2 separate regions of the Hordeum vulgare genome follow, and region 2 is linked to region 1. A link is a contact called in public Hi-C data. All regions are on one chromosome and are shown on one strand. Each heading gives the region's core, a stretch centred on a gene start, on an enhancer-like site or on the middle of the called end of the contact. The rest is flanking DNA. Distances are from core to core; before and after follow the strand shown.

Region 1 (6,764 bases), core at 1,430-3,929:
GATTTGGGATGGAGGCCGCACTCGAGGAGTTTGAACTCGCCTAAATGGAGGAGGCGGTGGAGCAACAGCCATCCTCGACTCCATCACTCATAGGCAAATGTGAAGGACAATGCGCGAGGGGGCCATGGAGACTGCGGGGCCTTGGCGTTCAAGAAAGACAATGATGAAGCGTGTATGTCGTCTTTCGCCCCGTCAATGACCACAATGCCGGCGGTTCCCCGAATTTCGTCATCCTACGACGAGCAATCTAGATGATAGTTTGTAGTAGTTCTTACATAAATTGTGGTTGTTTCATGTGTTTGTATAAAAAATGAAAATTATGAAATGAGGAGTGTGATTGACGTCCGTGAACACGACCGGACACATTTGTAGACACGTTTACGGTATACAATATCATCTGTACTCGATAGCAAAGCTAGCCGAAAATCACTGGAGGGACGAAACACATATCATCATTGTGTTTGAAGGCCCAAATGCTAAAAACTAACTAATATTATCCTTTCCAAAAAAAAATCCTTCAGGAATTGATCCATGTCTTGGGGGCGGCACACCCGTCTCAACATAGAGGTGAAACGAGAAATGTGATTGTGAAATGTGAAAATTTGACCGAGATCCGAGAGGGCATATGCAGCATCATCGGTACGGTATCCCTGCCACAGCATCATTTCGTCGACAATCTGCAAGGGTCAACCGCGCAACAACTAACATCACAGTGCAGTTTCCCTCGCGAGGAAAAAACAAAACAGAACGGCGCCGAGTCGGATGTACATCTCCATAGCGACCACGGCGATCAAGTCTGAGACGGAGACGACGATGATCCGAAAACGCTTGCAGTAAATGATGCCGTGGAATTCCAAGAACGTACCACGAACTAGTCTCCATCCGAGGAAAAGAGGAAATGCCCGGCCCGATCGAGAAACACAGCAACCGGGTCTCCATCCGAGGGACGACAAATACATATCCGAGCAGATTTTTTCTTCCGGGATGAAGATGAAACGAGATCTTGTACCGCGGCATGGGCAGGTGACGCCCCGTACGTCGTCGTCCCCGTCGCTGTTAATACGTGTGGAGCCGAGCGGTACGAGCCGTGGTACAGAGCCACGCCGGTCTGCGTGAAGTGAGGCGAGGATCTTGCGGTGTTCCCTATGTTGATCCTTGGGCGACCTCTCGGGCCTACATGCCATTTTGCTGGACGCATGGGCCCCGTTCCCTCTCGACATGGTGTTGGACGGCTGTCTTGAACTTGGAGGGCCGACCGAGACCGTGCATGGCAACATGGCTCGTACCAGGGCATGCAGCCACACGCAGGTTGTCGAGTCGAGACGGACGTTCAAGAAGGAGTAATTGTTGAACCTTGCAACATGAGTTTTGGTCGAGGGTCTAATGAATCCGGACGGGGGAATACATAGCACAATATATGGTTTCCTCCGGTAGGTCCAAGTGGCACCGTATAGTCCCCTGAACTTTCCTCTCGCGCGAGCGACTAGAAACCCTAGCCGCCGTCACAAAAGCCCCTTCGCCTCGTTCATTCGGCAGCTCCCCTCGGTCGATGACCTCGATCGTCGGTGGGGGTTTGAGGGGAGGGGGTTGCCGGATTTACATGGATGAATCGTGTAGCTTTAGTTTAGGTCCTAGTAGCTTTGGTTTTTTTAGATGTTTATCGTCTTGGCTTCGAAGGCGACAATGGCGACCCCGAATAAAGAAGGCACATATATGTTTCCAACGAGGCAATTAGTCTTATGGTTGGAGGTGAATTTAGAAATCAGTCTATTCAGGTAAGAATGATGTGGCGATGTTGTCATTCTCGTGGTGGGCCTGTGTCCTCGCGCTCCGTCGTTGCGATGGTGTTTGCTCCAACGCCATTGTGGAGCTTGGGAGGTTGTCCAGGAGTGGATGTGGATTATGGTCTGCATTGACAACATCTGAAAGACGGAACATGTGTTGGGTTCGTGATTGATGGATGACACGTATGGTTTCCTCCTTCGACGTCTTAATCGTGCTGGGGTGCCGGACGTGGAGATCGATGGTGTGTCCGGGGTGTTGCCCCGTCTGATTCGTTCAACGGTGATGGCTTCACTTTTGGTAAGCGCTCTTGGAGGTCCGCAAAGCTGCATATCAGCGATGGAGCCGAGTCGATCTCGGATGAGGAGGTGATCCGTCATTTTTTCCCCGTTGATAGGTACTTTGGTGGTGCAGGAGGCAGGTGACGGGGCGTTGGTGTAAAGCTTAGTAATGTTCTGCTATATTTTCAGATTCGTCATGTCGGTCTTTATGTGACTTGTATTTTGTATTTTATGATATGAATGGTGCACGTATTACCGTGTAAAAAACAATAAAAAGAAAGATAAAGGATAAAAATATATTTGTAAACATGTGATGAGATAATTAAAACCAAATAATCATCTTTTAATATATACAGTATGGTTTATCTCTCGTTCAGCTCAGCATATATATATGTGTGATTTTTAGCAAAGCCGATATATATATATATCCATCCTATGTGACGATAGCACCATTGCATGTCGAAGCCGAAGGCGAGGGGAGGAAGTTTCTGCGCAAGTGGGCGGACATGTACGCCGGGACCGGGCGGCCGCGTTGCAGGCGATCGTGGTGGCCCATGCGGGCCTGGGCGGCCGGCCGGGGACATGGGCGCGCGTCATAGCGTGAGCGTTATTTGGTCGGGACCCATACGAGATTATTTTGTTTTCTCAACCGGGACGGACCCATCCAAGATCACGCTCCCAACACACCCCCATCACCTTCTAAGTGGCAGCACGTCCGACGACCCCCGCCTACGCGTCGCCGACGACGTACGTGCGTCGATCACGCAGGCTTCCCTCCAAGAATGAATGCTCGATGGCAACGCATCGGCGGTGCATGGGGGAATCTACGTACGGGAGGCGGCCGGCCGGCCGGACGGCGGCCGGGGTCGGTCAGTTAATTGATGAAAGGAGGCGTAGGCGGGGCCGGGGCCATGCATGGCGCCAATGGCATGCAGCGAGCGGCCAGGGGCGTGCGTGACAGCCGGGCGTGGCGCTGCGTCCCCTGTCGCGCGCCCTGGCGCCGGGGGGTCGATATGGACCGCGGCACCGGGGACAGCGGGGCCTCGCCGGCCGTGTTCCGTCCGGGGTAGGGACGTCGCGCCGCGCTGCTGGCCCGGCCGCGGACAGGCTCAGGTGCAGGGTTCCCTCCGGTCCGGTCCGGAGCGTGCGTACGTACGTATCGTTCGCGTCGCATGCTGATGCTGCAGGACCTCTCTCTGATGTACGGCCACGCGTGTCTGTGTCCTTGTTTTTTTTTAAAGAAAGGGGCTCCCCCTTCTCCATTTTATTAATGAAGTACACAGCCAGCGAATATCTATTTTAACAGAAAAAGTAAAACCGACCAAAAACAGGTCTAGACAAAACATAAACCTCCAACAGTTTTTACAGCTAAGACAAACATAACTCCAAACCAAAGTCTAACTCTATCACAATTCTTCACCAAGCAATCCGCAGCAATTCTCCTCTCTTCTTATCCAGATCAGAGATGAACTGACACAGCACCAGCTCTTGAGTGGCGTCGCAGAGAACAACCCATTGGCGTAGGAAGAGCCTTAGCTTCATGAGCACGCAGTCCAAACTTTTCCATGTTTGACCCTTGAAGCAAAATTCATTTCTCAAACGCCAAATACTCCATAAGGAGGCAGCCACAACCATATTATGTATAGGTTTCTTTTTGCATATCAGCCATAAGGCATGAATATCATGAAAGCAGGAGATTGTAATATGAAATACCTCCTCAAATAATTGCCAAATACAAGAAGCTACAGTACAATCAAAGAACATATGTTGAACTGATTCCAACTCAGAACAAAATAAGCAAGATGGGTCTTCCACACTTCTCCTCTTAGCTAAGTTGTCTCTAGTTAGTACTTTGTTGTTCATACAAAGCCAAAGGAAAACATGGATGTTTTGGGGGCATAGAACTTTCCACATCTTGTCCCCAACCCTGTGATCAACCCCACCATAGTTAATAGCACTATAGAAGGATTTAACAAAATATATTCCTTTTGGTTCCAGCATCCAAATAGGAGTATCAGGGGAATTGGAGAGGGAGATCTTTTTAATAGTCTCAATCAGAAGATTCCACCTATCCAGCCCTCTACTGCCAACACATCTTCTAAAGGATATCTTAAGTTCATTTCCATCCCACACCTGAGAGATGGTACAATCAGGTTGGTTGCAAATGTGAAATAGGTCCCAAAACTGAACCATCAGGGAACAATCCCCCACCCAAATATCAGTCCAGAATTTAACTTTCCTACCATTACCAATCTTCCATCTATAGAATGTCTTGGAGGCATTAAGTGCCCAAGTTACACCCTTCCAAAAAGAAGAAGAACCATTTTCAGGTTTGGACCACAAGATATTAGGAGAATCAATATTATACTTGAAGGAAATAATATATTTCCAATCCTTAGTTTGATTGTCAAAAAATCTTTTCCCCCACGAGGCCGGAAGAGCCATATTAAACTCTTTAAGGTTAGGCACCCCCAGGCCCCCAAAAGCTTTCTTCCTAGTAACCAAACCCGAGCTAGCAAGATGATACCTGTGTTGGTCTCCCACATTCCCCCAAAAAAAGTGAGCAGGTATTTAGTCATTAAGTAAGGATTCAACATGCCCTGCCATTCCACCACCTTGACAGAGACACCATCAATAGGTAGATCAAAAGGAGGGAATTCAATCAAGTCCTCTACATTCTTCCATGGGAGGAATATTAAAAGAAATTTCTTATCCTCTAAATCTCTGATTTGCCAAGGCCACTCTTTATTTTTGCAAAAAATCCCATTCAGCTGCATTAAGAGTTCACGGGCAGAAACTTCTCCTCTAACAACCTGAAGAATAGCACAGTTCTTGTAATTCATCCAACTGGATTCAGTAGAGATGGGGACATCAATGTGATAAAAACCTAGTCCAGCTGCAGCACTTCCAAAGTAAGTTGCAGTAGGGTGTTGACGAGCCCAAGCTGCACAGTTGTTCACATTGTGTACCCCAGCACAGATGAAACACTTTTTGGGCTCAATGCAGTTGCCAACATAGTGCCCAGGCCAGATACAGTTAAAGCAGATCATGTCCTTGTACCTTGGATCCAAAGCTTAGACAGCAGGGGGGTGGGGATGACTGGCACCAGAGCTGCAGCAGGTTGGGCTCCATTAGCTTGCTTTCTAGACCCCCCTGTCCCTCCTTTGTTTGTGGTTTGAGGCTTCACAACAACAGGGGGGGTTGAACAGGTTGAGCCTGCCCTCCTTGGGTAGGGACTGGCTTCTTAGGAGGTTGACGGCGGGGAGGTCGCTCCTGCTGTGGCCGACCCTTCTCCATCGCTCCCTTGACAACCTCATCAAAAGAAGAGGATCCAGGACCGATTCCTTCCACACAGAGACGAAAAGAGGTGGGAGTAGGATCAAACTGGGTGGGGAACTTCACAGGGAAGCAGTCATCTCTGGTGAATTTCTTGGGTCGGAAGAGATCCTTCCTGATCCAGAAGAGGGGTGGTAGGGTAGAATTAGGGTTTGAGGGAGGAGGAGGGGGGACTAAATAGGAGTGGCGGCGGCTGGGGGAGGGGATAACCCACAGCTGACCGAAAAACTCTTCAGCCACCTCCTCAAACATGTTTCCCAACACAGTAGACGGTATTTTAAGCTCTGCTTTCCCCCTGACCACATGTCCATGAATTAGTGGAGGGGGAATGGGGAAAGGTCCAGAATACCCTGCAGAGGGCATCTTTGGAATATTCCCTAGGTACACCTCTCCCCTCTCATCAGAGGACGTACCAGATATAAGGGTAGAAACCCCATATATATTACTCACAAGGTCAGACTTGTTTTCTATATTCTTTGAATCTATTCCAATAATTGGATGCACCATTTCCATCTTGTCTATCTGGATAGTTGACTGTTTGAGTGGTGGGAACTCTTGCTCATAACCTTTCTTCAGAATGTTCTCTGACAGAGGAGCACATGCTCCATTCACATTCACAGTAGTCCCAACCATCTTATTCCTGGGATTCAGATTAGGTTTACTACACATGTGTCTTATGTCTATCCAATTCTTAATCTGAGAAGAGGTCATATTACTAAGGGGAAACCCTTGCAATTGTGAATCAATAAAATTGCATCTCTCTGAACCTGTATCATTGATATCGGCACCTGACTTGTTCCGAGTACTATCTATTGCCACTTTACTCATTTCTAAAACAATTCCATCACGCGAATCCTGATAAATGGATTGATCTACTGGATCAGTTCCAACACCAGTGCTATCATTCAGTGCAATGAGATTCTTATTTTTGATACAACAGACCAGATGGTCATCTTTTTTCTCCCCATCTACCTGTTGTATCTTACGACAAGGAGCAGAAACTCCATTACCCACATCAGGCAAAACTCGGGGCAGGCTAATGGTACTACATCCTCTGCTAACCAGAAGGTTAGAATCACACTCAACTGTAGACCTAGTAACTACAGCACCCGTAGATCCATCTAGAAAACCAGCATGCACACGAGAACGATCGACAACATAGGTGCGAGTGCGTACGTGAGGATGAAGACGATGTACTTCACCTCGATCTACCGGCCATGGCGACGGTTCGAGGCCATGGACACCTCTCCCCGCTTGATGACCTCGAATTAAAAAAATGTTTGTGCTTTTTGTTAAAAAACTTATCATGATTTCCAAAAAATGTTCGGGGTTTTTAAAAAACTGTTCTTCATGTTAGAAAAATGT
Region 2 (6,764 bases), core at 2,935-5,434, 200 kb before region 1:
AGAAGCACATATTTGCTTCTTGAAAAAGGGGAAAACATATTTTGTTTTGCTTTTTTGCTTCCATGAGAAGCTCATATGTGCTTCTTATAAATTACAAAAAAGGCCATTTATTTTGGCTTCCACAAAAAGCACATACTAATCAGAAAGGCAAAGACACAATTTTTTTGTTTTCCTTTCATGAGAAGTACGGATTTGCTTCCGTGAAAAGTACAATTTATATTTCCAGAAAAAAGAAACATGATTTATTTGGCATCCATAAGAACTACATATTTGCTTCTCAAAAAAGAAAAAATGAAAATAAATCCTGCTTCCCGCCCGGTCTTTTTTTCTTCGGGTATTTTCGTCAAAAAATATTAACATGAGATCTAGTTTTGAACATTTTGGCATAAGAAATCCAACAAAATGAATCAGGATTTGGATATAGAACCCATCAAATGTTGCGGCCAACCATCGTCACATGCGGCGAGTTGGGTACTCTCTTACGTACTTTATTCTGGTATGCATTTTTGGCTTTTAAATGTAGTTTTTTGCCCGATTTTGCCTACGTTTGATAGTTGTTTTTGAAAAAACGAAGAAAACAAATCCATGTTTTTTTCTTCCACAAGAAGCACATATTTGCTTCTTGAAAAAGGGGAAAACACATTTGGTTTTGCTTTTTTGCTTCCATGAGAAGCTCATATGTGCTTCTTATGAAATACAAAAAAGGCCATTTATTTTGGCTTCCACAAAAAACACATGCTAATCAGAAAAGCAAAGAAACATTTTTTTTTGTTTTGCTTTCATGAGAAGCACGGATTTGCTTCCGTGAAAAGTACAATTTATATTTCCAGAAAAAAGAAACATGATTTATTTGGCATCCATAAGAACTACATATTTGCTTCTCAAAAAAGAAAAAATGAAAATAAATCCTGCTTCCTGCCCGGTCTTTCTTTCTTCGGGTATTTTCGTCAAAAAATATTAACACGAGATCTAATTTTGAACATTTTGGCATAAGAAATCCAACAAAATGAATCAGGATTTGGATGCATGATTCAAGCGATAATACATTGTGAAAAAATGAAAATAGAAAAAAAGATGTACTTCCGAGTTTACAACAAATGGTGCATGTACAACGCGCCACTTGGTAGCCTGTGAGAAGGTGGGAGAGACCCTTGCAATTGGTACCCCTTAACTAGTGCTTTAGTCTATTTGGCGAGCTGGCGAACAAGCCAGCGTGCAACTTTCCGCTGCGTGCACTTATGTGCTGGGCCATGTCCGGAACGTTCTTTTATTTCTTTTTTTTAATATTTACAGATTGAAAAAATATATCAACTTTTCAAGTATTATTAAATTTAAAAACAATGTTCAAGAAATAATTAAATGTCATGGATTCAAAAAATATTCATGATTTAAGAAGAATATTTGCATATTAAAGAAAGTTCAATAAATATTCGTGTTTTTAAAAAAATGTTTGTGTATTGAAAACAAGTTCGTGAATTCCAACAAAATATTCCTGAATTTTAAAAAATGTTTTGAAATTTCGTTATTTTGTAAATTACAAAAAGAGTTCATCAACTCCAGATATATTCATGTATTCGAAAAATGTTTGTAAATTACAAAAGAGTTCATCGGATCCAGATATATTCATGTATTCAGAAAATGTTAGTGGAAACAAAAAAATGTAAATGGATTTAAAATTTGGTTCCCCAATTTCATTGTTTTGTTGGATACAAATATAGTCATAAATTCAAAAACAAATTCACAAGTTTCAGAACAAAGGTTGAAAATTTTAATAAATGTTCATGAATTTGTAAATTCAAATACTTTATGATTTTCTAAAATATACACGTGAATTTAGATTCACAACTTCATAAAAATGTTTGTGTATTAAAAAAATGTACATGTCTTAAGCAAAACAAAAACAAAGAAAATATAAAAATGAAATGAAAAAAGAATAGAAAGAGCAAAACTAAAAAACATAAAAAAAGAAAAACCAAGGAAAAAAATACACACATGATAAAAGAGAAACCGGGTCGGAAAGGTTCTAGGACCTTCACGAAACAGGAAAGTGCTAAGAGGCCGGCGTTATGTACGAAATACGATTTCCCGTCTGCGCTTTAGTCGGCTTAGCAACCAAACACACACACTTTGCACGCTAATGGACCAACCCATTTGAGCTCTTATGTTTAGCTTTTTGTTCTTGCCCCAACGGATTTTATAAACGTGGTAGAACCTTCTCATGATCGTTTTTCATTTTTTTTTAATAATTTGTCCTTTGGCCTTAATAATTATTATTTTTTCTCCCTTTTCAAAGTTGATATAATTTTCAAATTTATGAGCATTTTTCTATTTGGATAATTTAGTATTCGTGTTTCACAATTAGTGATTACTTTCAAATTTATGATTGTTTTTAAATACCTGGATTTTAAAATACATCCATGAACTCTATTATTTTGAATCTTTTTAACTTGTCAGAAAAAACCAAGTCTCCGGTTTTCTTATGAGACAAGCCATCCCCGGTAGAAGTCACTAATTGTTTATTTGAATTTTGTGTGTTGTGGTGGTGAAGAAATAAAGCCCGATAAGTGTTTGTCTTCGCACTAAAGGATTTTTCACGCGACTTGAAAATGTTGCAGATTTGTGTAAAGATGAAATATTTGCCATGGTACTAAGTTTTACACCTTACGTAATGGTTAACAATATGTGTGTCTTCCATGCATTTGCAAACAACTTATTAAAAGAATTAGCACGCTATTTATAGTTTTCGATTTGTACGAAAAGGCAAAAAGTCAAGATATTAATACGCTGACAACTTTTTTCCTTGAGGACATGTCTTATACTACGAACGATATATGGTTATAGTCGTTCAAGCATATCTCCTTGACACTCCCGTCCATGATCTAAGCTAATAACTGTTCGGGAACCAACATATGAGAAAAACTCTCCTCGATAGCCTTTGTGCTACCCTTTCAATTGCAATAGCAGCTAACACCATCACAATGCTAACACGACAACTTGCATGAAGGCAGCTAGTTCCACACATCGTGGCCTGGACATTCCGCTACGCCCAAGCAACGGCAGCAGGATTCCACTTCAATGTTTCATCCCACGAAAATTTCATGGACGATCTTCTCCACAGGCTAAGGATAAGGAGAGAGAGAAAGACCCATCTCCGTGGGGACGAACGACTTAGATTTAGATTACAGATGAACAGACAAAATGCACATGAGAAATTCGTGTAAAGGTTGTCACAAAGGGTTTCACTCAATTCATCGACACAAATCAACATCGACTACACAGGTTATAATCATGAATCGTTCAAAGACACCAACATACAGTGCATTTTACACTTTCACCATGGCAACTTTGAGTTGTCATCCGTGCTAGATGCATACCGTAGCTCACGAACTAGCAAAGCTGGCAGATTCTCGACACTCATTGTGAACAGAATGCGTACCAAAGTCGTCCTAGACTTTAAACCAAGATTTTATTCAATGCACCGACACAAATCGATATCAACTATTTTTTCGTTAAAATTGTGAACCATTCAAGGACGCGACGTTTTGCACTTGGTCAAGGCAGCTTTACGCTGTCGTCACCGCGTGCTAGATTTGCGATGTATCTCCCGAGCTAGAAAAGCAGGTGAATTATGTGCCACGGGTTGTTTTCGTTGAACAATGTGCTGAATTATCACGTTCTCTTGTCGGTGGATGATATAACTTTTCATAATTATCAAATAAATATTGAAAAACTTTCTCTTGTTGATAAAGCACCAATATGTTCAACACAACTTTGTCAATAAAAAACGTTTCACACAACAATCTGGGGGAGCATGCAATCAAGCCCTTTTGACAAATTAGGGACTTGGGTGTCCCTAATTTGCTCACATTGTTCTTGTCGGCAAGAAAAAATTTGCCCACCTGACCAGCAGCTTAACTAAGCAAGGTTGTATCTATATCTTCAGTAAAAGCTAGTTCAAGATAACTTTACTTTTTTGAGACAAATATAACTTTACTTAACTGCTAATCAAATGTAGGACGATATACCAGACAGAAACCAGGCCGTAGACCGTCGAAACCCCGCACCCATAACACCCAGGGAAAGGTACAAAGTTCGTTAATTCGGTTGGTCCCAACCCAGCCCAGGCCCACCACACACCAGGTGTCCGAACTGTCCGCCCCGGCGCGTCGCCTTCGCCGGGCCAAGTCAGCACAGCCCCCCACCCCATGCCCGTCCCCCATGGCCGGTCGCCCATGCCGCCCCCATACACTACGAGCGTAGCAGTCGACGCACACCTACGCTACGCTCGTAGCGAGTGACGGCGAGTGCGTAGGCGTAGCCCGCGCGATCTACTACGCGCCATCCAAAATCTCATGGGCGGCACGCGCGGCCCCGTGCGTCCCATCCCCTCTCCCTGCTGAGTCGGCGCTGCATGCTGGCTTGGGGCTGAGATGGCGGCACCGTCTCGAATGTCGCCGAGAGAAGTGGCCAACTTGCTCTTCGGTTCTCCGAGTGTCAATGGCGTGCAGAGCCCAAGTGCTGACCGAGTTGCCGCTGCTACCCACGGACAGAAGGACTGTGCGCGTACGGGTGGTCGGTGGCCGCGCGCGGGCTGGGCTGGACTGGAGCGTTGGTCTGTCCGGGGGCGCGCCGACCATGCCATGGCATCTACCTTGGGCGCGCCCACGGGGCGGGGAACCGGCAGCCCGGCCGGTGGCGCCGCGCCGCTGCGTCCTGGGTGACGCCGATCGCCCGGTCTCCGCCCCACATGGGGCTGCGGCGTGCAGGATCCAGCAATGTGGGACGCCGCGCCCCACCCCCACTTGCGTTGCATGTCATGGCACGTACGCCCGCCCAACCCCACGTCCGTCCGTTGTACCGCGGACAGCGCCGTGTCTCGTTGTCTCTGACCGAGAGCCGGCCGGGACGTCGGCCAGGGCACGCGCCATGCACAGCGCAGGCCGCTAAAGTGTGTTTGGTTGCATTCTCATCTCATCATAGTTTTTCCCGCTTCGGGCATGCTCATCTCAACACCCCTCTTCATGCATGTTTTTTAAGTACATGCATCTAATTTATTTGCATTAAGCTAGTATGAATTCGTACACCTTTTATACACTCTACCAAACATCCAAAAATAAGTAAGAAATGAAACTTTTAGGCTCATCCACACTAGCAAACACACACTTAATGGAGATCGATCTCCTCCAAAGACTCCGCACCCTCCATCGGGCCCTGCAGGTGGGGGACTCCGCAACGCTACGCTCGTGCCGACACTGCGGGCGGCAAGGCGGGGCCGTGGCGGCCGCGCTGTCGGCCGTGCCGTCGCTCGCTAGCTGCATGCACGGGAGCGAGACGGCACCCCGCTTCTTGGACCTCCGACGATCTCGCTCCGTCCATCTCGCCGGTGTCTCATCCCAAACTTTGTTTCAACGTGGAGACAAGTTAAGCGCGGCGGCGCCATGCACGCAAGGCAGACACGCGGCTGGCCCCATCTGCAGCGTCAGGAGGCGGCAGCATTTCTCAGCAAGCGCGCCCCGGGTTGCCGTGTGATCCAGCCAAAACTTTGGACCGGGCAGGAGCTCTGCCTGCCTTTTGGGACGCCGTTCCTGGCAGTCCAGGGTTTAGATTGGCATGGGCCAGGGTCGCTGATCACCTTGTCTCGTGATTCTCGCGCGTGCTGCTTGCCCGCGATGGTATATGACTGATCTGATGGGCAGGGTTTTGGACCGGGCAAGGCAACGTGCTGCATATTTGCACCAGTGAGCCGGTGGCATATGCACTGCAGGTTTGAAGTCATCGACACATGAGCAGACAGCCTGGTTGTTGGGCCGTAATCACAGCATTATTGGTGTCCGTACGACATGTTTGACGCTTGTATCATCATATAAGAAACGGAGCAAACAACCTCCGGTGCAATTGTGATCAAATGCCCCATGTCCCCGATTAGACGCCGTGTTTGCAAAGTGGTTGTTTGTTGATTTGCCCCGTGATGACTTTTATTAATCACGTGCTGGGTAGGATGAGTGTTCCTTCATACTTTACGTACTAGTGCGGTTTTGAGACGCGACGTCTTCAAGTTTCCCGAACTGGCCGTCAATCAATCGAACCCACTGTATGCTAGACCAGACAGAGCATGTTCCACGGTAGTACTACCAAAGCACGCCACCAATCTTAGTTGGACAAACTTACTCGTAATTTCTCATGACGCAGAAAAACAGCGTTTTGCGCTCCCATATCTGCATGTCACATTCCTCGTTCAAAAGAGCTATCGATGTGCAGCTTGGTGCCAAAAACCTCCAACTGTAAAGCTGAGGCAGCAACGCATTACGCATCCCTTGACGATTATCAATTCCATTTCGTCGGCATTGTGTGCAAGTTGCCCAACCCATCCAACTGCCAAAGGAGTAGGTTTTTCGGCCCCACGTGTTGCCTGTTTGTCGGACATGTGTAGCCCATAAAAGTTTGTCTCTACTGAGCGTTTGTTTCTACGTTCCTATAAAAAGACTTATCCAATTTCCAGAAAGAAAAAAACTTGCTAAAGGAGGTAAAAAAAAACAGAGGAAATAGTGCACAGAAATAATTCGCAAAACACTTGAGTCTCGACAAGTTTGATCTGCCGAGATAGAGGTCCAGAGATGTGAACGAGTTTTGCTCACAACACATAGTCAATGGATGCAGAAATAAAAGGATTTTGGCATATCTAGAGATTTGGATGTCGATCTTACTTTCTGTAATGGTGTTTTCATCGGGGGTATGTGTTGGTAATATACAGCCTCTGCATTTCT

The links. A called contact is a pair of places that touch in the nucleus more often than the background predicts.
Region 2: a Hi-C map of seedling shows a contact between it and region 1, with 2.5 times the contacts expected there. The contact joins two enhancer-like sites. A contact is called at or near these places in 3 of 6 Hi-C or Micro-C datasets (leaf and seedling).

The regions. Positions count from the first base shown.
Region 1 is chr4H:24,871,941-24,878,704 of MorexV3_pseudomolecules_assembly, reverse strand. No RefSeq gene overlaps it. Among protein-coding and RNA genes, the nearest start is that of LOC123451082, 84 kb to the right of the region's middle. Within about 2 kb of position 2,679, at least 3 of the 3 cell types and tissues checked have open chromatin away from gene starts, as enhancers often do. A contact at or near this core is called in leaf and seedling, where this site is marked.
Region 2 is chr4H:25,068,966-25,075,729 of MorexV3_pseudomolecules_assembly, reverse strand. No RefSeq gene overlaps it. Among protein-coding and RNA genes, the nearest start is that of LOC123451083, 69 kb to the right of the region's middle. Within about 2 kb of position 4,184, at least 3 of the 3 cell types and tissues checked have open chromatin away from gene starts, as enhancers often do. A contact at or near this core is called in leaf and seedling, where this site is marked.